4 separate regions of the Mus musculus genome follow, and all the other regions are linked to region 3. Evidence: chromatin contacts called from public HiChIP or PLAC-seq and promoter capture Hi-C data. All regions are on one chromosome and are shown on one strand. The core of a region is the stretch at or near the end of the contact, and the rest is flanking DNA. Distances in the headings are between cores, read along the strand shown. Region 1 has its middle 190 kb from the start of Gm23950. Region 2 has its middle 330 kb from the start of Pappa. Region 3 holds the start of Trim32 (tripartite motif-containing 32). Region 4 has its middle 310 kb from the start of Gm23950.

Region 1 (2,700 bases), core at 114-2,613, 970 kb before region 3:
TCTGTTGAGGTCAGCAGGCAGAGATAGACACTGATAGACTATAAACCTAGGACAATGAAAAATCCATTTTCATGGAGTTTCTGATTTGAGTGAAAATACATCAAAAAGATACAAACCAACCGTCAGGAACATTATAATTTCTAATGATGGTAAGGAAGGAAAGGGCAGCAGAGTAAGAAACTGATGCAAAATTAGTGTTTGTGTGACTGGGCAGTCAGAGAAGCCCTGTAGAGGTCAAGAAGTTTGAGCTGAAAAGGGTCCAAGCAAGAAGGACATAACCACTCAGTGTATTAGAGGCAGAGCTTCTCAACACATTCAAGGAAAAGCTCAGGAAATGCCTTGAACTGACATATGTATGTGATCACAGCATCGATGCCATGTGTGTGGGACTGAGCGACGTACTAGAGAGATCACTGTACAATGACTGAAGTGGAGAAATACCAGGTCACTTATAGCATCATTAGACATGCTGAGGAGTTTGAAACCCAGTGACTTGAAGGTTTTAGAAAAGAAATGGAATGTGATTCCTTTAGAAGATAAATGTTTTTGAAAGTCATCTTTAACCATTTTGGGGATTAGGTTAGAAAGCTGATAAGGAAAGTGTTAGAGAGAAGGCTTCCTGAGAGCTAAGGATGCTTTAAGTCTGAGTGATATTAACATTGATAAAACTGGAAGGGAGAAAAGAGGACAAAATATCGAAGAGGCAGTGGTTACTAGTGAACTGAATATGGCAGGGCTAAATGAAACAGAAATTAACATTTACTTTGTTCAGAGCAATTAGGTGAATACCACAGTGAAGACATCACATAGGGTAGGGAACTGGAGAAGGAAGGAGGTATGAGTGTTATCTTCCCTCTGATTAATCAGGAATATTGCCTATCATTTGAAAATGTCAGTATTTTTCATTTTGCAAAAAAGGCATAGTTTTGCATATTTTACTCCACTAAGCACTCTTCTATTTCCAAACAGAACCAGGATGGACACAGAGTGAGCCTTAAATCGGATTATTGCTTAAAGTATGACAGTAAGGCAGGGCTATGTTGCCAGAAACATTGGGGTTTATGACCATAGCACCAAATGCATGTAATGACCCTGCAGAGGACATATTGTTTCAACTTTACAGAAAAGCCAACTAATGCCAAAGCAGAGCAAAATTAGCCACCCAAGGAATCTGTGACATCTAATGATGTGCTACTCATGAAAGCCATCTACCCGAGGTACCTGTGACCTGTAGGGATGTGCTAATCATGAAAGCCGGGATCCTGACTTCCTGGGATCCTGGTTCCAGGGCTTGTTAATATAGTCACAAACCTGGAAGCATGGCCTATGCATAAACCCCAGAGGATTTTTTTCTCCATAGTTTTACAGTGGCCAGACTCTGACTCATGGAGGGAGAATCAGTGTCCTCATTATGTAGCAAATTCCATGAGCACACACCAAGTGTTGTTTTCTCTAAAAGACTTAAAGTAGCTTCCTCTCTGTCTCCTTCAATCAACACTTGCAGAACTGTGCTCAGGTTAAGGGAGTTCTGCTTGGTTTTTGTATAGACTCTTTGATATGCCCAAACTTCAATGGTTTTTGTTCAATCCCTGGAACCTCAGGCACAGCCAACCCACATGTGGTGGGAAGTGAGGGGAGAGGGAAAGAGGAATGTGAGGGAGACACAAACACAGCACAATGTTTTCTTTCTGAGAAACTTCATCAAGGCTCCAGTTCCAGTGACCTCACCTTTAAGCAATGCCAGCTCCTTTGCTTTAAATCAAAGTTGACTTGTGGTGGTGGTTCACATATTTGGAGACTTACAAGCCTACTGCTTCTGATGTTGCAAAGGGAAATCCTGAGGGCTAATATCTGGCCTTTAAGATCACAGTGGCTGATGATCTTGATATCTTCCATGTTTCACACTGAGACACAGAGGAAAGGTTTGCATGGAAGATGAAACTGTAGATGTGGCAAGCAACATTGAAACTGGGGCATTTAAGGGCATGCATCAGTGAGTGGACAGTCTGCATTCCCTTTCCTATGTATTAAAACTAAATCATAATAACAGGCTCTTTATTTAACTTCCTACTGTAATTCTTGCACCCTGAATTTACATGGTTTCCAAAAGTACTTTATATAAATTTCCTACCCAAATCCTTCCAAGTCTTATTCATCTCAAATAGAACATAATCCATGTATTGTTTGTAGTTGGATCATTTGTAGTCTGATCTCTGGCTATATCCATTATCGATTTCATGGCTACTTCTAGTGCTCATCTCTGAGCAAACGATTCTTACATCCTTGCTATTCCTGAAACCTATCCGACACTCTCAGATTCATGGTTACTAGTGTTGCTCTCTTCTTTAAGCAAACAAAAGGCTCTTTACACTAGAATATTAAAGCTTGTTTATTCATAGTTTTTAAAGTGTTTTCCCTCAAATACCCTCATATTCATGGATAAGAGTATTTCTCTAAGACATAGAAATTCTTCAAATCAGATTGGAGTATGTAAGACCATGAGACTGACTCAATTTTAAAAGAAAAAGACAGAGAGAGAGAGAGAGAGAGAGGAAGAAAGAAAGAAAGAAAGAAAGAAAGAAAGAAAGAAAGAAAGAAAGAAAGAGAAAGAAAGAACATGGTGATTAATTGTTTGTGTATATCCAGCTACTTAGTCAAACATCATTATGGGCTTTTCTGTGATGGTATTTTTGGATAAGA
Region 2 (2,872 bases), core at 89-2,588, 810 kb before region 3:
TGGACTAGCCTTAATTAATTATGATCCTCATAGCTTCTCTTCCCAGGTTCTAGGATATGCGTTTGTTGGGAAGAGTGGGCTGTAAGCATCAGCTTATGTTTAGACAACATGCCACTAGTATAGCTATCCTGATGAATCAGCTAAAACAGAGATGAGACTGAACATCTGGAGGGCTATGAATCAGCACAAAATGGCTGACATTAGATGTCCAAGAACTCCCCAAAAGTAAATAGCAATGTAATCTGTTGTGTAACTATTACCGGAAGAGTGCCACTTCTATGTCACTGTATGAATACAGCTTTGATGCCAACCCGTGTGCCTATGCCCACTTGTGTGTGATGCCTTTTGCCCAGTGTCCATCTCACTTAGCAGCTTCAACCCAAAGTAAATAAAGTGTCAGTTTATAAGTCCTTGAATTCTCTTCAGCTGTCTACCCTCACATGAATCTCACTCTTTCCTAGCATTTGAACACAGACAAACATGCTCAGCTTGACTGAAGTTTACTGTTAATGGGTTAATATAATTGGAGATTTTAAGATATACTTAAGTAGTAGAGTGCTTGCCTAGCATGCATGAAGAGTGCATTCAATTTAGAGGATTACAGAAAGACAGACAAACAGATTGATAGAAAAGGAGGAAGGAAGGAGGGAGAGAGGGAGGGAGGAGAGAGGGGGGAAAGGGGGAAAGAAATATACAGTAAGAGAGAGTCTGTGGGGTAATGAAAGAGAGAAACAGTGAGAGAGGAAGACATTTTTACAAGGAGATAAGAATGGATCGATTTGCATTCTTCTACATGCTAACTGCCAGTTGAACCAGCAACATTTATTCAAAATGCTGTCTCTTTTACACTGGATGGTTTAAGCTCCTATGTCAAAGAACAAGTGACCAATAAACTCCACATAAAACTAGAGACACTGAAACTTATAGAGGAGACAGTGAGGAAGAGCCTTGAACATATGGGAACAGGGGAAGAATTCCTGAACAGAACACTAATGGCTTTTGCTGTAAGATCAAGAATTGACAAATGGGACCAAATAAATTTGCAAAGCTTCTGTAAGGCAACGGACACTGTCAATAAGACCAAAAAAAAAAAAAAAAAAAAAAAAAAAAAAAAAAGAAAAAGCAAGCAAACTAATCCTAAATATGATCGAGGGCTAATATCCAATGTATCCAAAGAACTCAAGAAGTTAGACTCCAGAGAACCAAATAACCCTATTAAAAATGTGGTACAGAGCTAAACAAAAAATTCTCAACTGAGAAATTTCAAATGGCTGAGAAGCACCTAAGGGTGTGTGTGGGGGGTGGGGGGAAGGTCAACATCCTTAGTCATCAGGGAAATGCAAATCAAAACAATCCTGAGATTCCACTTCATACTGGTCAGAATGACTAAGGTCAAAAACTGAGGTGATAGCAGATGCTGGCGAGGATGTGGAGAAAGAGGAGCACTCCTCCACTGCTGATGGGATTGCAAGCTGGTAAAGCCACTCTGGAAATCAGTCTGGCAGTTCCTCAGAAAATTGGACATAGGACTACCTGAGGACCCAGCTATACCACTCCTTGCATATACCCCAAAGAATTTCCAACATGTAATGACATAAGCTCCACTATGTTCATAGCAACCATATTATCATAGCCAGAAGCTGGAAGAACCCATATGTCCCTCAACAGAAGAATGGATACAGAAAATGTGGTACATTTACACAATGGATTACTACACAGCTATTAAAAACAATGAATTTATGAAATTCTTAGACAAATGGATCGATTTGGAGGATATCATCCTGAATGAGGTAACCCAATCATGAAAGAACACACATGATATGAACTCATTGATAAGTGGATATTAGCCCAGAAGCTCAGAATATCCAAGATACAATTTTCAAAACATATGAAACTCAAGAAGAAGGAAGACCAAAGTGTTGATACTTCCATCCTTCTTAAAAGGGGGAACAAAATACCCATGAAAGGAGTTACAGAAACAAAGTGTGAAGCAGAGACTGAAGGAATGACTATCCAGAAAGTGACTCACCTGGGGATCCCTCCCATATACAGCCACCAAACCCAGACACTGTTGTGAATGCCAACAAGAGCTTGTTAACACAGAGCCTGATATAGCTGTCTCCAGAGGGGCTCTAAGAGTACCTGACAAATACAGAATTGGATGCTCACAGCCATCCATTAGATAGAGCACAGGGTCCCCAATGAAGGAGCTAGAGAAAGTACCCAAGGAGCTGGAGGGGTTTGCAGCCCCATAGGAGGAACATCAATATGAACTAAACAGTATCCCCAGAGCTCCCTGGGACTAAACTACCAACCCAAGAAAACACATGGTGGGACTCATGGCTCTAGCTCCACTTGTAGCAGAGGGTGGACTAGTCAGTCATCAATGGGAGGAGAGGCCCTTAGTCCTTTGAAGGTTCTATGTCCCAGTATAGGGGAATGCCAGGGCCGGGAAGCAGGATTGGTTGGGTTTGTGAGCAGGAGGAGGGGAGAGGAAATGAAGGTTTAGGAGGGGAAACCAGGAAAGAGGATAACATTTGAAATGTAAATAAAGAAAATATTTAAGAAAAAAAAAGAAAAAAGAGACATTTTAATACAAAAGTGTAAGAATGCTGCTATAGACTTCAGGTGAAAAGAAGTCAACCTAGGTATTTTCTGGACACTGTGGCATTCTGAAATCTGATGACTGGATGTTTGCTTTCATATTGTCTCCATTTCTCTTTGCCTCTCCAACATGAATAATTGTCAGAATTTCACTAGGCTGAAATATATTCCAGGGAAATTGAATCTGCAGTTTTGCAGAATTTCACAATGCCTTTTGCAGTTCTATGTCAAATTGTTTGTTTAAATCTAGTTTATTCTACCTTCTTGG
Region 3 (2,960 bases), core at 205-2,704:
CTAAGTCTTAACTTAAATGCATTGTGGGGGATATCAGGTAGATGGGCTACAGCAAGATAGGGAAAGTTCTTTTATCTTTTCCGGATGTTATAACATTCTTAGTGGAAGCTCATAGTCTTCTAACTTTAACTATACATTCCAATGGTTTACCTTATAGTCAGAAGATTGTTAGGCCAGAGTCATAGGTTGTTAATAAATGGCCATTAAGAGAACTAAAGCTAGCCCAAGATAAATTGACTATGTGTCTACAATATGTTTTATCCTTTCCCAGTTCTAGGTATTTGGTCAGTCCATAGAATTGCCAGCACAGATATAATTTCTTCAAGGAACTTTGAGTCACATATTCTCTGGGAAAGCCTTGGGAGTTCTGGGTGCCTGGGTTGGCTCAGGGCTCTAGAATTATCTGAGATATCAAATTGTACTCAGAATGTATAATCAGGAAATCCGGCCAGGGATAAAATCATGTGAGAACTCCTGAATCACTGAGAAGAGAAACAAGTTGGAGAATGAATAGCCTGGTTCAGAGTTCCATCAAAATCGATGCCAGGTGTATACCGAACCTTGGACAAGATGTGTGGGACAGGGGCGGGAGTGAGGTGGGGGAAGGGGATAAATTTACTTTTCCCACCTTTCTGAGTTATTAGTAACTCATCAAAACAATCCTTAACTTTATTTTGAGATAAAGAAGTAGAAAAATGAAGTTAAGAGTGATTCTGGGAAATTAAAGCCAGGTTCTGACAGGTAGAAACTGGTTACTTTGCCTTTTAACCCCTAGGTCTCAGCTTCTTTTCAAAGTCTGTAGTCTGTCGGAAAGTGTCTAAAGGTATTACTGTTTTTGTTTTGTTGTCTTATCATTGTGCAGAGGGTACACAGCTAGGTGGAATTTCAAATATGAGAGCATAATATTTCAGATTCCTTCATATTCCTCACTAGTACTGTGTGTTTATCGCATTCAGGAGCAGGTATTACCTGTCCACAAACTACCTTCAGGACCAGGAGGTCCTGGCCACAAAACCTCCCGTCTGACAAGGCTCAATGCAGGCTTTTCCCTGTTTCTCCCTCTGCTATCCGCCTCTGCGCTGTTTGGCAAAGAAAACGTCTTTCCTAAGGGGCATGTGTTCAGTGACTCCACTTTGGGATGTGTCACAGGCAGAAACACCTAGCCCGGGGACCTGCAGCTCTTTGAAGGGAGTGTGCTTGTCTTCTTCAAAGAGGCGTCTGTCTGCAAAGTGCCCGAACTTTCTGGAGACTACTACTGGGGGATTAGCATTGACTAACCATGTTTAGACTCTGAAACGGGGCAGAAAGCTGCAATGGCCTAGGTTTCCGGAGCCATCCCTATCTATTCAGCTGGGCCGCGGGCGCTGAGCCCACAGACCTACAAGCCCCAGCATGCCTCGGGAGGCGGGGCAAGTTGACGGGCAGGCGACTGTACGAATTGGCGACTGCCATGGGAAGGACGTGCTAGCGCATGCGCAGAAGGCAGCGGGCGGGTGGGCTGGCAGCGGTGGACTCGCGTCGGAGCTGCGGGCGGTCAGGTAGGGGGCGGGAAGGAGGGTCTGCGACCAGGGACTGTGGTGGGTCGCGGGGATCCAAGATTGAATGGCAGGATTTGGGGACTGGATCGGAGTGGCAGGATCGGATTCGGAAGGGACGGGCTCAGGAGCGATTCGGCGGAGATGAGATGCAGCTGGGGGAGGGGAGCAAAGGGGCTGAGGAAATTTGCAGTTGCAGCATGTCGGGAGGTATGAGGTAATGTGGGGGCCATGCGGAGAGACGGGGTGCAGCATGTGGGAGATGGGAGGATCTGACGTCCCTGGAGGTATCTGGGTGCAGAATATCAGAAAGCATAAAGGAATTTGGCAGGCCTGGATGAGGTTGGGTGTTGGCGGGCAGAATCTTAGGGGCTTTGAGGAGATCGGTGTAATGATAGCAAGATCTGAGATCAAAACAGCCAAGGTCTTGGAAGATCCTAATTGCTGAAGAGAAAGGGATTTCTGTAGCGGAATCTGGGAAAGACTGAGGGGTGAGTTCCCGAGGGAATCAGTACCCAGTTAGAAAATCGCAGCAAAGGTTTGAAGGCAACACGTGAGGCAGGACGGGGGCGGAGGTGGGGGGCGGGGGTTGGAGGTGGCCCAGTACAAGATGGGGATGATGGGCAGATGAGCGATCAGATTGAAGGAGGGCAGAAATCTGAGGTACAGGATTGGAGTTTGGAGATGGCATACAGGGGTGATAGATGTGGGAATTTGAAAATAGATTAAAGGATGTATTGGAGGGATGAGGGACACATAAGAGCTATTGGTGAATTGCAAGGCTGCAGCATACAGTCTAAAAGGTTGAATGATAGATTTGGGATTTAGCGTTGAGAATGAGGTTTGTGGAGAATGAATGGTGGGGAGTGAATGCTGTAACTAGATTATAGAATTCAAAACCAAATGAAATTTGTGAGTAGGTTCTTAGGAGGTTTTTGTTTGTTTTTGTTTTTGTTTTGGTCTTGGCATAACTGAACCCAGAGGGTCTTCTGGAGACCCAGGGACCTGAAAGTAATTTATAAATAAACTATGTATAAATGAATGGAATTTAGGAGAATGTAAGGGTTTGGGAATAAAGACACCAGTCTTCAGAAATCCTGAAGGAGAGTTTGACATTCTTTGAAGGGCAGATTCTTCCTCACTTACTAACTAAAGGCCCTTTAATCCTGAGGCAGGCATGTATTCTGACTATACCCACTCTGACCACCCCCACCTCCTCATCACAGACCCGATATTATAGGCCTTGGGGAAGAAGCAGTGAACTACCTAAGGGCTTCTGCTACCTAGCCTTTTCCCTGTCCAAGGTATGAGCCAAAATGATCTTCAACCTAATATTATCTTATAGGAGGTCCATTATAGCTCACAGAGACAATGGTTCTGGGTGAGAAACAAAACAAGGTTGGAACAAGGCGGAGCCTCCTGTCT
Region 4 (2,770 bases), core at 24-2,523, 850 kb before region 3:
GCAACTTGAGGAGGACAGGACTTATTTAGCTTACACTTCCACATCACAGTTCATCATCAAAGGAAGTCAGGACAGGAACTCAAACCAGGCAGAAATCTGGAGGCAAGAGCTGATGCAGAAGCCATGGAGGAGTGCTACTTAATCATGTTAGCTTGATAAGCCTGATTTCCTATAGAACCAGGACCAGCAACCCAGGGGTGGCCTCAAGCAATCGCCTCACCCTACTTGATCAGTCATTAATTAAGAAAATTTCCTACATCCACATCTTACAGAATTATTTTCTCAGTTGAGATTCCATTTTTCAGATAAATCTAACTTGCTTCAACTTGACATAAAACTAGGTAGTATACCATTTTTCTCTTATCTCTCTGTTTAGGGCCTCCAAACAAATTCTCCATATGATTTTCAGAGTAGATATTCTGAAAATATAGATCACACTATGATATCTCATAGCTTAGCCATAACGAGTTCTTTACCTATCCTAGAAATATTACCGTTCTACACAACTCTATTTTTTCTACATGCTTATTAGTGAAAACATTATTTATCCTTTAAGGAAGGAAAAAACAATATCGAGGGTGTCTCATTTCAAAGACTTATGTGCATTCTGCTCTGGTAATTGACCTAATTTTTTAAAATGTTTATTTTCAAATATGAATTTGTATGTTATATAAAACGTATCTGTTACCAAATACATGCATTCCATAAGCATTTCTAAAGAAGAAATATATAAAATGTTATGAAGGAATTCTAGACATAATTATCTTGAAATTGCTATTATTTTCAACAAAGCCTCTTGCAGGAGGAAGTCTTTTTCATTATACTCAAAAGAAAAAAGAAAAAAAAAAAACAAGGTTGTTTTAAAGCTGGAAGCTGTGGCAGGGGAAGGGGCCATAAAAAAGCCAATCCAGTCTGTGAAGATTTTGCACGTGGGTGTGTAATATATGCACAGGTTCAATTTCTTCTGTAGAGAAGGAATGCAGCACTGTAACATTTCAGAAATTCTAAGCCGAACAGAGATCGAATAGAATCGTTAGAGTCTGAGCACATAGGCCAAGGTACGCTTTATGAATGCTAAAGCTGAAAGTCTTGCTTTTAAGAATGTGTGCAGGTCTCTCCTCTCCTGGCCACCCTGCATCCGGCCGTTCTTAAAAGGGTCTCCTTTGGAAAATAAAGTCAGTAATTCTTTTCCCCAATGAACTCACAAAGCAAGAACAGATGTGACATGAGTAACCTCCACTTTATGCATACCTCAGAGAAAAATGACACGAACTGAAGCAAGAATCTGGCTCCAGGCCAGAGAGAAGGACAACTGGAGTTTAGGCCTCTGTTGACATGGCTCACATCAGCTTGCTCTTTTGTACTTGAATCAGGGATGCAGGTGGTAAAAGGGGTTATACCTAATTCTTGGAAACACAGATGCCGTATTTGTAAAAAGCTGGCATTTTCCTCAGCTGTACCTTAGCACTGCCACATTAGAACACCCATGTTATCTCATTCAACTATCTCTCTTTTAAAATACTTTTGACAAATGTGTATCTATGAAGAAAGTACCATGATCACATTCATTACCTTCCTTTATCCCTCTTCTACCCCTGCGGACACTCACTCGCTTCACTCTACCACCATGTCCTAGTTTTGTGTGTACATGCCATCTCAGGTAGGAGCCACATTTATTGCACAGTCATAGTTGTGATGTCTATTCTATTTGATGTATATCTAGAAGACAGGGGTTCATAACCTTCCTCTCCATTCTCCAGCTCTATAGTCCATTCTACCTCCTCCTCCATCTAGCCTTGGATGGACTGAAGTAGAAAACTCATTTCTACAGTTGAGCACTCAACAGTCATTTATGGTTAGCACTTTGGCCAGCCGTGAACCTTTGCATTAATGGTCACCTGCTGCAAAATGAAGCTTCTCTAAACCAACCTACGTTGTGATAATACAATAGAGACACGATCATTAAAAATGCCTGTGACCTGGGTTCTACATTCTAACTCTCAGGTCTCAATTCCTGACTGTGTGAAAATGCATACATTCTTGCATACTTTAAAAAATAATATTCATTTTTATTCTCCATTTCCATGCCTCTGTTTTCTTTTCTGTTATAAAACACACCAAATTTATTTTCCAAAATCTCTTAGATTGTTTACTTATGTCTGAAAAATGTCTTACATGTATTAGTAAGTGCATAATAAATGATATATACATAGTGATTCCTGAGAATCACTTGCTGTCATGATTTACACTATTTGGATCTATTTATTGTCATCTTTATCTGATAATAAGCCCTCTGAGTGTAGGATGTATGTCAAAATCAACTTAATATACTTACTGTCCCAATTCATTTTTACTGGTACACTGAAAAATGTTCAGCAACTGCTTCTCAAATGAGGAAGTTTACATTTAAAGTGTTTTCCACTTTCTGTGGTGTAAATATGCCCATGACTGTCATTATCAAACTGTCAACATGATGTCAACTGATCAACAAAAATTTTTAAAATAATATAAACCAGGTTCAGCATAGCACTTAGATATGGAAGAATAAACATATGAAAAACATATAAAAATAAATGATCCCCATCAGAGATTCTCATTTCAATGTCCGGAAGGAAAGAACATACTACTGTTTACTGTGTCTTTCAACTCTCACCTATATTGGGTTGAAGGGACTATTCCTCAAATTTTCTATATTAAAAAGTCTATCTTTTTTTTCTCAAGGAAAGAATCTTGACTGTAAGATCTTAAGTACTGCCACATAGAGGTTTTC

The links. Promoter capture Hi-C pulls out the DNA fragments that hold promoters and counts their contacts. HiChIP or PLAC-seq counts read pairs in DNA pulled down with a chosen protein or histone mark.
Region 1: a contact with region 3 is called in an H3K27ac HiChIP or PLAC-seq map of the NIH/3T3 cell line, with 5 times the contacts expected there. The contact joins the enhancer-like site here to the promoter of Trim32 in region 3. A contact is called at or near these places in 6 of 39 promoter capture datasets (the 3T3-L1 cell line, the HPC-7 cell line, frontonasal cranial neural crest and 3 more) and 1 of 115 datasets of contacts at active chromatin or transcription factors (the NIH/3T3 cell line).
Region 2: a contact with region 3 is called in an H3K27ac HiChIP or PLAC-seq map of trophoblast stem cells, with 12 times the contacts expected there. The contact joins the enhancer-like site here to the promoter of Trim32 in region 3. A contact is called at or near these places in 5 of 39 promoter capture datasets (3T3-L1-derived adipocytes, frontonasal cranial neural crest, hippocampal neurons and 2 more) and 2 of 115 datasets of contacts at active chromatin or transcription factors (stem cell-derived neural progenitor cells and trophoblast stem cells).
Region 4: a promoter capture Hi-C map of second pharyngeal arch cranial neural crest shows a contact between it and region 3, with 8 times the contacts expected there. The contact joins the enhancer-like site here to the promoter of Trim32 in region 3. A contact is called at or near these places in 6 of 39 promoter capture datasets (the 3T3-L1 cell line, the HPC-7 cell line, embryonic stem cells and 2 more).

The regions. Positions count from the first base shown.
Region 1 is chr4:64,634,063-64,636,762 of GRCm38.p6, forward strand. No RefSeq gene overlaps it. Among named protein-coding and RNA genes, the nearest start is that of Gm23950, 190 kb to the left of the region's middle. Within about 2 kb of position 1,364, at least 45 of the 459 cell types and tissues checked have an H3K27ac peak or open chromatin away from gene starts, as enhancers often do. A contact at or near this core is called in the NIH/3T3 cell line, where this site is marked.
Region 2 is chr4:64,792,258-64,795,129 of GRCm38.p6, forward strand. No RefSeq gene overlaps it. Among named protein-coding and RNA genes, the nearest start is that of Pappa, 330 kb to the right of the region's middle. Within about 2 kb of position 1,339, at least 11 of the 459 cell types and tissues checked have an H3K27ac peak or open chromatin away from gene starts, as enhancers often do. A contact at or near this core is called in trophoblast stem cells, where this site is marked.
Region 3 is chr4:65,603,532-65,606,491 of GRCm38.p6, forward strand. It overlaps Trim32 (tripartite motif-containing 32), which reads left to right and starts at 1,455. Exons shown (of 2, transcript NM_053084.2): 1 at 1,455-1,538. All of the region lies in intron 16 of Astn2 (astrotactin 2), which reads right to left.
Region 4 is chr4:64,754,923-64,757,692 of GRCm38.p6, forward strand. No RefSeq gene overlaps it. Among named protein-coding and RNA genes, the nearest start is that of Gm23950, 310 kb to the left of the region's middle. Within about 2 kb of position 1,274, at least 1 of the 459 cell types and tissues checked has an H3K27ac peak or open chromatin away from gene starts, as enhancers often do. A contact at or near this core is called in second pharyngeal arch cranial neural crest, where this site is marked.